2 separate regions of the Gossypium hirsutum genome follow, and region 1 is linked to region 2. A link is a contact called in public Hi-C data. All regions are on one chromosome and are shown on one strand. The core of a region is the stretch at or near the end of the contact, and the rest is flanking DNA. Distances in the headings are between cores, read along the strand shown. Region 1 holds the start of LOC107916239 (G-type lectin S-receptor-like serine/threonine-protein kinase SD2-5). Region 2 holds the start of LOC107916220 (acidic leucine-rich nuclear phosphoprotein 32 family member A).

Region 1 (6,126 bases), core at 247-2,746, 290 kb before region 2:
TACCTTGCATCCAATCTTCATGAATATTATCTTCCATCATCCCTTCCACGTCCACGATCATCACCTTCACCTTGGCCCAGATAACACAGAGGGTGTAATTGATGAAGCAAAACTCTCTGCAGGCGCTTGTGTTGTTAATTCATTTTGAAAATCTTCATTTACGTTGATCACAGCATCAGCCGAGCCCTCAAAATGCTTCACAAGCGTGGACATGGAAGGCCTGTTGGCATATTCAGTTTGTAAGCACCATGCAGCAACCTTTAGCATCTCCACGACTTCAGCTACATTTGATTGCATATCATCATTGCACTTATCGACTAAATCCAGGAGTTGCCCTTCCTCTTGCTTTCTCCTAAATAGCTCCAGTAAATACCTTTCATTCTGTTGAGATTCATCAATGATTCGTCGCCCACACAGAATTTCTAGGACCACAATACCAAAGCTATAAACATCTACTTTTTCAGTTATGATTGAGCTTAACCATTCAGGAGCCATATAACCTGGGGTTCCCCTCATACTTGTAACTACTTGACTTTGATCTTTTTCAATTAGCTTAGATAACCCAAAATCCGAAACTTTAGCATTGAAATTCTCATCTAAAAGAATATTTTGAGGTTTGATATCTAAGTGAATTATCTTTCTATTGCAGTCTTCATGAAGATAAGCAAGTCCTTTGGCTATATCTAAGATGATCTTCTTTCTAACTTGCCAATCAAGTGAAAGATCCTGGTTTTTATTAAAGATCCATCGGTCTAATGATCCATTAGCCATGAACTCGTAAACTAAAAGCCTATTGAATTTTTCAGCACAAAATCCAACCAAGCTTACCAGATTGAAATGGTGGATGCTTCCAATAGTCTGAACTTCAGCTATGAAGGACTTGTTAACTGGACCAATGCCAAAAAGATGCTTCACTGCAACTTCAGAACCCGAAGACAGTGCTCCATGAAAAACAAACCCAAATCCACCTTCACCAAGCTTGTTGCTAAAGTTCTTGGTGAAATTCTTCAACTCTTCATAAGAGAATCTAGTTGGCATTCCCGACATGTTGTCTAGATGATCTTCCTCAACTTTTTGGGCTCCATATCTATATCTTCGAAAAAAGAAAACCCCTAAAACAATAAGTAAAACGCATAGAACTATCCAAAAAAGTAAATCAAAGTTCACAATAACCGCTATGATCAGTAGAATAAAAAGGGTGGTCATTATAAAGTAGCAACGAGCATTCGGATTCATGCTTTCTAAGACAGGCAATGGCTTTCCAGGAAAGAGTAAATTATTATTATTTTTAAAATTTTTTGATGATAGGAAAGAGTAAATCAGCTGCAACAATGGCCTCAAGCTTGCTAAACTGCTATCATATTGGAAAAAGAAAAATCTTTCAGCAGAAATGTCAAAAAAGAAAACCAGTATGTTTTGCAAAATCACCAAGAATGGTCATTACTAGACGATCTATATCCATATAATCTAGATAGCTATATATTAAAGGAAGGTACACAGGACCTTCCTCCTTGTCGACGACACCCACGCTCTTTTTATTATCTTTTTGCATTTTATAAAAATGATTAATTTTTAATTTTCATCTCTGCTTAAATTTAAAACTCTTTTAATTTAATTTCTAACCTAATTTATTTTTTTATAATATTATTAATTAATTCAAATATTTAATATTATTAATTTTTAAACTAAAATATTATATTGTTATATATAATTTGAAAGTGAATTTTTAAATCTAAAAAGTATAGAAATTAAATTCTTGAAAATAAAGGACTAAACTTCAAATGTACGAAGTGTATAGAAACTTAAAGTTATAGTTGTTTGATCCGGATCAAATTGGCTAGGGTACTGATTTGAAGAGAGGCATCAGACTGATTAACCCACAAACTGATTTGAAGAAAGGCATCAGACTGGTTAACCCACAAACCGATACGGACCAGTTGAACCATATTAAAAATCAATTGAGCTGTTTTTTTTAATTTTTTTTATAATTTTTTAGTGATTTATTTAATTGATCCGTAAAATCAATAGCCTAATCAATTTGACCACCAATCTAATTATGAAAATTTTGCTTAGAGTATATTTAAACTTTCAAACTTTTGCTAAATAAATTGACTAAATAATTTGACACAAACAAATAATCAATTCAAAGCGTGAAAGTCCATACTAGTAACCATATACAAAAGGTCCCTCCTTACACGTCACGTCCAACTATGCTTTTTTTAATATTTTATCAAAAAGATTAAATTTCAACTTTAATCCCTTTAATATGCCTAAATTTAAGATTTCATCTATACACTTTAATTTCTAACATAATATCGTACTTCCTCCTTCTATGCTCCTTTTCTTTTGCTTTTTTTTTCGCATTTTACCAAAATAGTTAAATTTTAGATTTGGCCCCTCTAATATGCCTACATTTGAGATTTAATCTATATATTTTAATTTCTAATATAATTTGGTCCTTATAGTTTTATAATGTTATTAATTAGTCTAAATAGTTAATATTGTTAATGTTTCGATTAAAACATTATGTGGTTATATATAATTAGTCTTAGAGACTAATATGTGGCTTCCCGTTTCTTCTACATTTGCATCGATTTTTTTATATTATAAAACAATGGTCAAGTTTCAATTTTGGCCTCTAAACTATGCTGAAACTTAAGATTTAATCTATATACTTTATTTATTCTACATATTTTGGTCCCTCTACTTTTATAATGTTATTAGTTAGCTTAAATAGTTAATATTGCTATCTATTTCAATAAAAATGTTGCCATCAATTTTTCTTAATAACATTATTCTAATAGAATTTTATTTTCATCATGATGATTTCAAATGGATATTTTTAAGAAAAAAAATTCTAGTAAGTATTTTCAATTTTTTTTTGTTACATGACTACCAAGTGATTTTTTTTTTAAATTTCAAAATGTCACCCCAGAGAAATTAATAAAAGAGTTTTAACGGTGGTATCAACTGGACCTGAATTTTTAAATCCGAAAAGTAGAGGACTATATTCTCAAAAATAAACTAGGGGGAGTAAATTCCAAATATACAAAGTGATAGGGACTTGAAGCATATTTTAACATTCAAATTTTTACTCCATAATTTGACACAAACAAATAATCAACCTAATGCGAAGCGTGGCTGGAACCATACTAGTTGATAAATTAAAAGAAGGTCTCCAAAGGCTTATCTACCAAGCACACGTAAAATTTTTTAGATTATACATAATGATAAATTTCCAGTTTAATCTTTACACTTTAATTTATATACACCTCAAATCCAACTTCTTTTGCCATTATAATATAATAGTAAAATTTTAGTTTTGATCCTTTTATTATGTTCACATTTGATATTTAATATTTATATTTTAATTTAACAGAATTTGGTTCTCTACTTTTACAATAATGTTAGTTAGTCCAAATAGTTAACATCCTTAGTTATTCTAAATTTTTTACATTGATATTTTTTTATAAAATATATTATTCTAACAAATTTTTTTGACATAATCAGTTCTAATAAGTGTTTTTTTTAAATCACATTACTGTCGAAATTATTAACAATACTAATTATTTGGAATTACTAATGACACAACTCTTTTTATTTTTTAATCATTATAAGATAATGGTAAAATTGTAGTTTTGAACTCTCTACTATGCTTACAATTGAGATTTAGTCTTTACATTTTAATTTGACATAATTTGATCATCAACTTTATAACTCATTAGTTAATCCAAATACTTAACATTATTAATTATTTTGATTAAAATAATTACGTGAAGTTCTCTTAAAAACACCATTCTAAAACATATATATATATGTTTGTGTGTATTTCAACATGAAGTTGGAATGGGCACATTTAAGAAAGAATTTGACCTCACATTTTGATCATAATAATTAAAGGTATCAACTATTTCAATATTATTTAGAGGAATTAAATCATATTAAAGTATCGATACTAAATTTTAAATTTAAACATAGTAGAGAGACCATAACAATAACTTGATCTAAAACAATCTAAATCTAATATAATCATTTATAATTTAATTTAATAAAAAGTTTGATTTTTTATAAAAAGATTATTTTTAAATTAAATTAAATTAAATTAATTGGTATAATTTATTATAAATTTACTGAAAACGAGTCGGGATAGTAAACTAATATTTACTAAAGCAATAAAAATTGTATATGTATTTGTGCTATAAATGATAAAGAAATATGTTTGAAAGGAATTTATGCAACGATTCTTCAAGCGAAGCTAGGAAATTTATACTAGAATCTATATATAAAACGAAGGATTTTTTTTTTTGAAATCGACTTTTATTTTAAAAAATGAAAATGAGTCACCACTAATCCTTTATTTAAGTGCGATTGGATCACCTCAAAACTCGATCGTTTTAATAAAACGTTAAGTTTACTAAAACAGTAATATTCGGTCTTACAAATCCGAAAAATAGGTACGGGAGTTGGTTACGTATGAGGAAGGACTAACACCCTCATAATGCCTAAAATTGGTACCTAGTTGATTACTTGATGTTTTGATGTCGGAAGTTGAAAATTCGAAGAGAAATTAAAATACGATCCCTCTTTGCATGATGTTCTTTTTAATCACTTAACTAAATCAAATTTTACGAAAAGACCTTATTTCGAGTTAGTCGAGAAGAAAGGATCATACCCTGTAAGTTAGGACACGATGCTTTGAATTCTCGAAAAATAAGAATAATCACCATTCAATCTTTACTTAAATCTTGTTTTTATTTTTTAGTAGGATACTCGATTACTTTGGTTTTAGAAAGAGACCATACTCCGTAATTTAGGAGCACGACTCCTCAAAGTCCAAAAATAATGAACATTGCCTCTATATCGGATAAAATGAATATAATTTTTGATGCGATGTGCAATTAATCTATTTAAACATTGTATGATTATGAGCAAGTGTAATAGAATGCTTAGCAAAGATGAAATTGCTATATAAATACAAGTAAAATAATATTATAAATAAATAAAAATAAATAAAATAATATTAGTGATGACAATAATTAATAATAAATTATACAATTTGAAGGGGCAGAAATATAAATAACAAAGGTTAAAAGTGCAGATAATTAAAAGAAATAAGCATGTTGAATAAAATAAATAGAGGACTAAATTGAAATTTAAAAGACATTTAAAGTGCAAGTTTAAAAAAAACAAAGAAGTAAAGAAAAGACTAAAAGGAAATAATTAGAAATTTTGAGGGTAAAACTGTAAAATCCATAATTTAAAGGGAATAAATAAATAAATAAAAATTTAAACATGCTGGAATTTAAATAACAGGAAGTAAAGGGACTAAATCTAAAAATTAAAGACTAAATTGAAACCCTAAAAAAATTGAAGTCCAAATTTGCAAGAAAAGAAAAAAAATAGAAAAAAAGGATTAATTTAAAACAAAGTAGAAATGTTTAGGGACCCAGGACGTTATTTTCGCCACCCCTGCACAAGTGTCATTCCCTTAATGGGTTAGCAGCAGGCCAGGGAGCCAAAATGTTAGAAAATAAAATAAAAGGGTAAAAATGAAATAAATAAAAAGAGTATAGGATGAAATTAAATAAGGGGAAAAATTGGAAGAGTCTAGGAAGAAATTTTCCCAACCCTAAAAAAACACGCAGATCTTGGGGCCATTTGGGTCGGATCTTCGAGTTGTACTCGAAATGACGTCGTTTTGGGCATCTGAAACCAAGGCCAAAATGACTTAGTTTTAGGGACCCTATTTAAGTTAAAAAAACCTAAAAAATCATTTTAATAATCCCTTTTAAAAAAAAAAAAAACTCTCCCTACTCTCTCTCAACTCCCCCTTTTCGATCAGCCATGGGACGATGGGTTTCCGCCATGGCCACCGGTCATTGGCGACGGAGACTGCTGCCTTTGGTGGCCAGAGTTCCCCAAAACCTCCCCTTTTGAAGTCCTTTGTATATAGAACATAGAACACAGATCTAAGATCAAAATCCCCAAAAATCTGATCAAATTCGACAAAAAAATAAAAAACTTTTCATTTTCTCTCCCTTTTCGACGCGGCCTTAGACAAATCCCTAGGGATTTGACGGCTTTACAAGTCGACAGGGACCACCCACAGCAGTGGTGCAGCGAAAT
Region 2 (6,625 bases), core at 3,473-5,972:
GATCTTATTGTTTCTTTTTCTGTTTGGTATCAGGTTGCAACATAAAATCTTTTGAATACTTACTGCATGCAATTAAATTCTTAGGCTTACACTGTTAATGCTGGGTTTCGTTCTTTGGTGACAGGTGATTTTTTTTTTTTTGTTCAGAGGTGAGGGTTTCTTTCACGTCAGAGCTATTTTTGTCTGTTCCCTTAATATGCTAGGGATGGCTTAAAGTTATTTCCTTTCTTAAGAAGCTACAAGAATACATATAATTTCATGGCTCGGGGGAAGAATGGGAAAAAAAGGGGTTCAGAGGCAGGTCATCGAGTCACTGATGCAAAAGGAAGGGGGAAAACAAGTGAGGTAAAGGACTCTTCTGGAGATAAACTACCAAATGGCAATCCTTCAAAGGAGAATGTTACTAAAGGTCATCGTGCAGGGACTGAGAATAAATATAGGCAGAATTCTGAGAAATTTGTGTCAACGGAGAAGCATGGAGATTCAGCTGAGGATCTTGGCCAATCAATATCTTCTGGGAGTAATTCAGGGTCTTGCACTGACAACAAACCTTCAAAGGAAGCTTCAAGTGGAAGGGAACAAAATGAAATCTCACCTGATGGGAACCTTAATCTGAAACATAAAAACGGATCTTGGGGCTGCTTGCTTAATGGTTTTCATCTTAAAAATGCCATGGATAATGTGGATTTTTCTGATACTGCGGCGGTAAGGAATGCGAGAGCAATAGCTGTGTCCACCTTCAAGGTGATAAGCCAGTGGCTTGAGAAACAAAGACCAATTTTAATTTCCCTAACAACTAATGTGTATAATGCTCGAGATCATGTCAGAGCAAAGTTGGAGAGATTATATCCCATTGTTTTGAAATGGCTTGTGCACTTTGGAAATATAATGCTTCTTTTGTCAATAATCTGGTTGGACTGTGCTCTTAGAGGCATTGATTCCTTCCTCCGCTTGGGTACAGCATCTCTTTTTCTGGTTATATGGTGCAGTATCTTCTCAGTAATTGCCATGGTTGGGATGATGAAGTTTCTTCTGGTGTTGGTAAGCACTTGTTCTATGTCATCAATGTTTTTCCTAAGGTTTCCTTTTCCGTGAGATCATGACGCCCCTCAATTTGCATATTGATGATTTTTTTGAACCACCATTTGCATAAAATTATGTTTTCACAAGTATTTATTTGATTTTGTTGAGGAATTTCCTGGACTACTGATTGCTAAGTCTCTGTAATGTTTCAATGATTTATTGAATATTTTGAGACATTTCTTGAGCTATTGACAAGTTATTGGTTCTTATTACTTGTGTAAATGTTGATTGCTCAGGCCATAGCTGCTCTGACAGCAGTTTTTGTTGGGCTCACTGTCGCAATGTTGGTAGTAGCTGTTTTTGGAACTATTTTCCTGTGGTTTTATGGAAGTTTCTGGACAACACTTATGGTGATCTTACTTGGAGGTTATTATTTTTCTTTTTCTGGTTGGATTAGTCTTATTTGCTAATTTATTCCACCAAATTTATGGAGTTTTGGTTTTGCAATTCAGGATTGGCATTTTCGTTTAGCCATGAGCGTCTTGCGTTATTGGTCGCCACTATATATTCTGTATACTGTGCTTGGATGTATGCCGGATGGCTTGGTTTGCTTTTGGCTCTTAATCTATCATTTATCTCAAGTGATGCATTGATCTACTACCTAAAGAACCACATAAATCAGCAAGCAGCACCTGATGGAAACCCTGAGCAAACCGATGGAATGTATGGTCATTCAGGCTTTTTCAATGACGAGTCAGTGCATGGTTCGTTCTCTGAAAATGTCCCAGGGTTTTCTGCAAACCATGGTCCTGGGGTAGCTTCAACTAGTGGGGTTGACACTGTGATGACTTCTGAAGATGAAGTTGCTCGATTGTTGACCTGCTCTGATCACTATTCTGCATTGGGTTTGTCACGGTATCAGAATGTCGATGTTAATGTACTGAAACGAGAATACAGAAAAAAGGTACGTCCTGTGTTTATTTTGCATTGTGTTGGTCACTCATTCTGAGTATTTCTTCAAATTTTCTGGAGCTTTATTAGCCAAATGTATCTAGTCAATTGGGTAAAATCTAAGTGAGCCTTTGTGAAAGTTCTTTTGGATCAGCTTACCCTTGATACCCACTGTTTTTTTTTTATCGTTTTCAAATTGTTTTAACAAAAAATAGGAGCAAGATGTGTACGGTATTGAAATTTGCAGACTGTTTGCTAGGCAATGCTGGTCCATCCTGATAAGAACATGGGCAATGAAAAGGCTGCAGAAGCTTTTAAAAAGCTTCAAAATGCATATGAGGTAATCTCTTGGTTTATTATGCTCTCCCCCTTGTGGATTGGCATTTCTTTTCTGATAATAATAGAACTTCGTTTATAGGTTTTACTTGATTCGTTGAAGCGAAAAACATATGATGATGAGCTTAGGCGGGAGGAGCTGTTAAACTATTTCCGTAGATTTCAAAATGCTTCTCAAAAGGTCTGAGCATACATCCTGCAACTTTTCACTTGAATATAAAGAAAGACTATCTTGTAGAGTTTAGTTTAAAGTTTCTGCTGATTCTTGCAAGGAAATGACTGTCTTAAGCAGTACATCCATAAAATCTTTTTCTTGCAGTAGATATATCAATCATTGCATCTTACATGATCTTTTTCTGCAATTCATCGCCAGAATGGCAGACATGGTTTCTTTCCCTCTAGATCTGCACGGTCAGAGGCTGATGGGGAGGAACCATTTGGAGAATCCAGGCGTATTGCCTGCAAAAAATGTGGTAACTTTCATGTCTGGGCACACACCAAGAAATCAAAATCTCGAGCAAGATGGTGCCAGGTATTTTCTTGCCCCCTAAAACATGTATCATTTTAGCTTGTTCTGTTTATGACTTTGACAATTAGCACATTCTCATCGAGCATGAGATCCCCTAATGTCTGACGATTTCATTTGTTCCCTAACAAGAAATTAATATTGTTTTTGGAGCTTACCTAAGGAATGCAAAGATTTTCATCAAGCAAAAGATGGTGATGGATGGGTTGAACAATCGTCGGAGCCCTTATTTTTCGGATTTTTGCTTAAGGTATGCACTGTCCACCTCTCATTACATGCAGATACTATTCCATTTTTCAATTTCTTTGATTTGACACAAGTGATAATACAATCTCTTGAAAAAGAAAGAGTTATAGGGATTGCTTTTAGAAGTATTTACCCCAGTTAGTCGAGGGTCAAGTCTTGTTTGAGTTGATATTCTTAAGATCTGTTTCTACTTTTTTTACATAAAGTTAATTGGTTGTCGGTCTAGGTGGAAGCTCCCTCTGCCTATGTCTGTGCTGATAGCAAGATATACGATGCTACTGAATGGTATATTTGTCAGGTAAAGTCAACTTTCACTTGGTATTTGTTATCATGTTAATCTGCCACCCATCAAGGATGCATTTCTAAGGAGGATTGAAGCATTTATTCAAAAGATTAACAGGAGCTACTGCTCTTTTTCTGGTTGCCTAAAAAAGTTTAAGGCGATCTTTGGCTGTTAGTAAGAAGTTTGACTTCGACCAAAAAATACCTATGGGGAACTGTTAATACGAAGATATCTGGAGTTGAATAGGATGCTAAATGGGTTTCACATGGAATTTTCACAAGTTGTACCCACTGACATCCATCTCCTTCGTGTATGAGACTGTATTAGTCTTTTGATATGAATCATGTCTACACTCAATACTGCTGGATTATGTTGCAGGGAATGAGATGTCTACCTAACACACATAAGCCAAGTTTTCATGTGAACACTAGTGTGACATCCAAGCATGCTACCGGCAAGGGATCAAGTTCAGGACAGAGAGGTGGCACAATGCCAACTCCTCCTAATCTGGAAGAAACGATGACCGAAGAAGAATTCTTAGTGTGGTTACAGAATGCAGTACAAGGAGGCATGTTTGACAACTTTAATGGTAGCAGCACCTCTGCTGAAAATCCATCTACGAAAGCAGAAAGCAGCTCGAAGAGCAGCAGCAGCGGTAGTGGAAGCAAGAGAAAGAAAAAGGGTAAGAAACAATGGTAAGCTGCAGTCATCATGATTTGTGTAGCCCCGGATTGTCGAGAGAGAAAGCAATTTTTGGCCATAAACATCCAGAAAACTTGAATCCATGTTTAACTTGTTCTCGGGCCGTGAGGCATATTTCATGCAGATTTTGTATAGCATTTACTATCATCTTCCTTCAAATAATTAGATATGGAGCGTCATACCAAATATGAAATAGATTGCAGACCCTGGAGGTTAATCTTCCCGGTTATAGTATTACTAAAAAAATTTGCACTTCTCTTCTTACACATTCTTCATTTCATTTTGTTGTCAGTATCCTTATCAAAGCGTCAACTGAATTTCTAGTTCAATTTTTATTTTTTTCCTTTGAAGAAATGCCTGACGATACTCTCAATTGCCACACAAGATGGTAGAACTATAATTCAGGACAATTTCCCTTTTTCTTTACTGAAATGGAAGCTGAAAGGATATTGTATTTTCTGAGGATAAATACTCCTATTAGTTCTTGTACGATCCAAATTTTATTCTCTTTATTTTGATTTGTTCAGTTTTAGTTTTAAGCCTTGAATTAAACGGTAGTTGTCAAATTTACTATTTTTAAAATTTTATGTAATCACAAAAAGATTTCATGTTGAATTTGATATAACAAAGGATTTATCAGCTACTGTTAGCTGTTTGGCTCAAAACAGACTTTAAAATTAAAGTAAAGAATCTAAATCTATAACTTATGCATTGTGTAGGGGCTAATAATCGAATTTTACCAACTGCGAACTATGTGATTAAAAAAATGAAATTCGCACGTCTCATAAATGGGCTTTAAGATGTGGGTATTGGGTGCATCTTTTTTATCCATAACTCCAGATTTAAAGATATATGTTACTAGACTCTGCAACTTCTTCAAGTTCCTGCAATGGAGTCACTCCTACACTCTTCTACGAAAATTGTTGCTCCCACCCTACCCAAACTTCAAATAAAATGTGGGTTCTTTGGAAACCAACACTCTTTCTCCATATTCCCGCTACAAAACTCTTGCCTTGGTCGTAGAAAGCTTTTTATTGTGGAGGCAAAGAAGAACAAAAACAACGATAATAAGCAAGACAGTCACAGTTTTATCCCCAAGCCAGATGAGACCACTGGGTTCTTCCCTGAAGCTGTTCTTCTCAAAGAGGTCTCTTTTCTGCATAAACCCTTGTTCCTTTTTTTTCTCCTTTTTATGTTTTCTTTCTTTGTGTTATTATAACTCTGCAATATCAATTGGGTTATATATCTATGTTTAGTAAAGATAAGAGTTTTTTCCCCTTTTTTTGCTTAGTAAGAAGAAAAGGCCAAGGCTTTCTTATTGTGAACTGCCACTGCTTCACGTACTGTTTTTGTGTTCCATTTGAGAAATTTTAGCTCCTTAATCTTTTTTTTTTTCCATGGAAGTTGAGGTGTGGGTTTTCTCTTTGAATTGCAGAAGAAAGTTCAGGAAGATGGTAGACTTCTCCCAGAGTTTGATGACGAAGAAGAACGTAAGTCAATTGTGGTCATTAAGTTTGTATAACCTGCTTTTATATTTCAGATGAATAAATATAGCCGCGTTGTACTCATGAAAATTGTTTGTAAATTTGCAGAAGAATTGTATGAATCTCTTAACCTTGAGCTGCAAAGCGCATTGAACTTGGAACGCAGTAAGCCTACTTCTCGTAGTTACTTTGTAGTTTCTGCTAGTATGATAGGATTAAACATAAAGAAATTTATGGTTGTTTTCTTGAAAATTTTATTATTCTATCATAGTCATCAAGCTTTTTATTTGGTTTTCACAATTATACTCTTTTCTCTGCTTCTTGCCTTTTAAAAAGCGAAAAATATCTTTGAAATGGTTTAATTGACTCCTCGTATTTGTCTGAGCGGACCATGTTGTTGCAAGAATTCTTGATTCATGAATTGTAGGATGAACTTATGTCACTACTAACAAAGACCTCAGCAAGTGTTGGATTCAAAGCTGATTTTAGAAAGTATAAATTGATTTATCGAACTCCTGAATATGAGGCCAAAGATATCAACATCTTGGCAGCCTTCCAAGGAAATGGAATATGAATATCTTAAAATGGGAGTTGAATAATTCAGGGAAACTCATGGTTTTATTAGCCTTTGTAATATCAAAGTTGCATTTTGGGGTTCTGATTTCTGTCAAATATGGAGAAGCAAACCTTTTATCATTGTATGGATAACGTGGATTTTCTTTTTTCAATGTTGTTTGACATCTGGTCACTTTGTTATGATTCATTATTCTCCTTGTTTATACAGTGCGGCACTACGAGGTTGTTTATTTAGTTCATGAGAAGCATGATGAAGAGGTTGAAAGTGTCAATGAGAAAGTCCAAGGTAACTTGGTGTAAATTGTATGCTTATTGTTCTTTTCATTTTGGGCTATTAGTATCCTTCTATTGAATTCCCAACATATTCTTTTGAAAGAATCAATGAGAAAGTTCAAGGTAACCTGGTGTAAATTTCTTATATTATATCTGCAGATTTCTTGAGGGAGAAGAAAGGCAGGTTATGGAGATTGAATGATTGGGGTCTTCGGAGACTAGCAT

What was found. Hi-C and Micro-C count contacts between places; a contact is called where the count stands out from the background.
Region 1: a contact with region 2 is called in a Hi-C map of leaf, with 2.4 times the contacts expected there. The contact joins the promoter of LOC107916239 here to the promoter of LOC107916220 in region 2. A contact is called at or near these places in 2 of 34 Hi-C or Micro-C datasets (both in leaf).

Annotation. Positions count from the first base shown.
Region 1 is chrD10:53,717,380-53,723,505 of Gossypium_hirsutum_v2.1, reverse strand. It overlaps LOC107916239 (G-type lectin S-receptor-like serine/threonine-protein kinase SD2-5), which reads right to left and starts at 1,496. Exons shown (of 1, transcript XM_041103276.1): 1 at 1-1,496. The coding sequence starts at 1,236. The coding sequence ends at 67.
Region 2 is chrD10:53,428,434-53,435,058 of Gossypium_hirsutum_v2.1, reverse strand. It overlaps LOC107916220 (acidic leucine-rich nuclear phosphoprotein 32 family member A), which reads left to right and starts at 4,722. Exons shown (of 5, transcript XM_016845376.2): 1 at 4,722-5,214; 2 at 5,503-5,557; 3 at 5,660-5,716; 4 at 6,336-6,413; 5 at 6,560-6,625. The coding sequence starts at 4,957. It overlaps LOC107916219, which reads left to right. Exons shown (of 10, transcript XM_016845374.2): 2 at 125-1,041; 3 at 1,320-1,449; 4 at 1,536-1,987; 5 at 2,234-2,314; 6 at 2,393-2,491; 7 at 2,684-2,842; 8 at 3,000-3,086; 9 at 3,309-3,380; 10 at 3,744-4,329. The coding sequence starts at 259. The coding sequence ends at 4,064.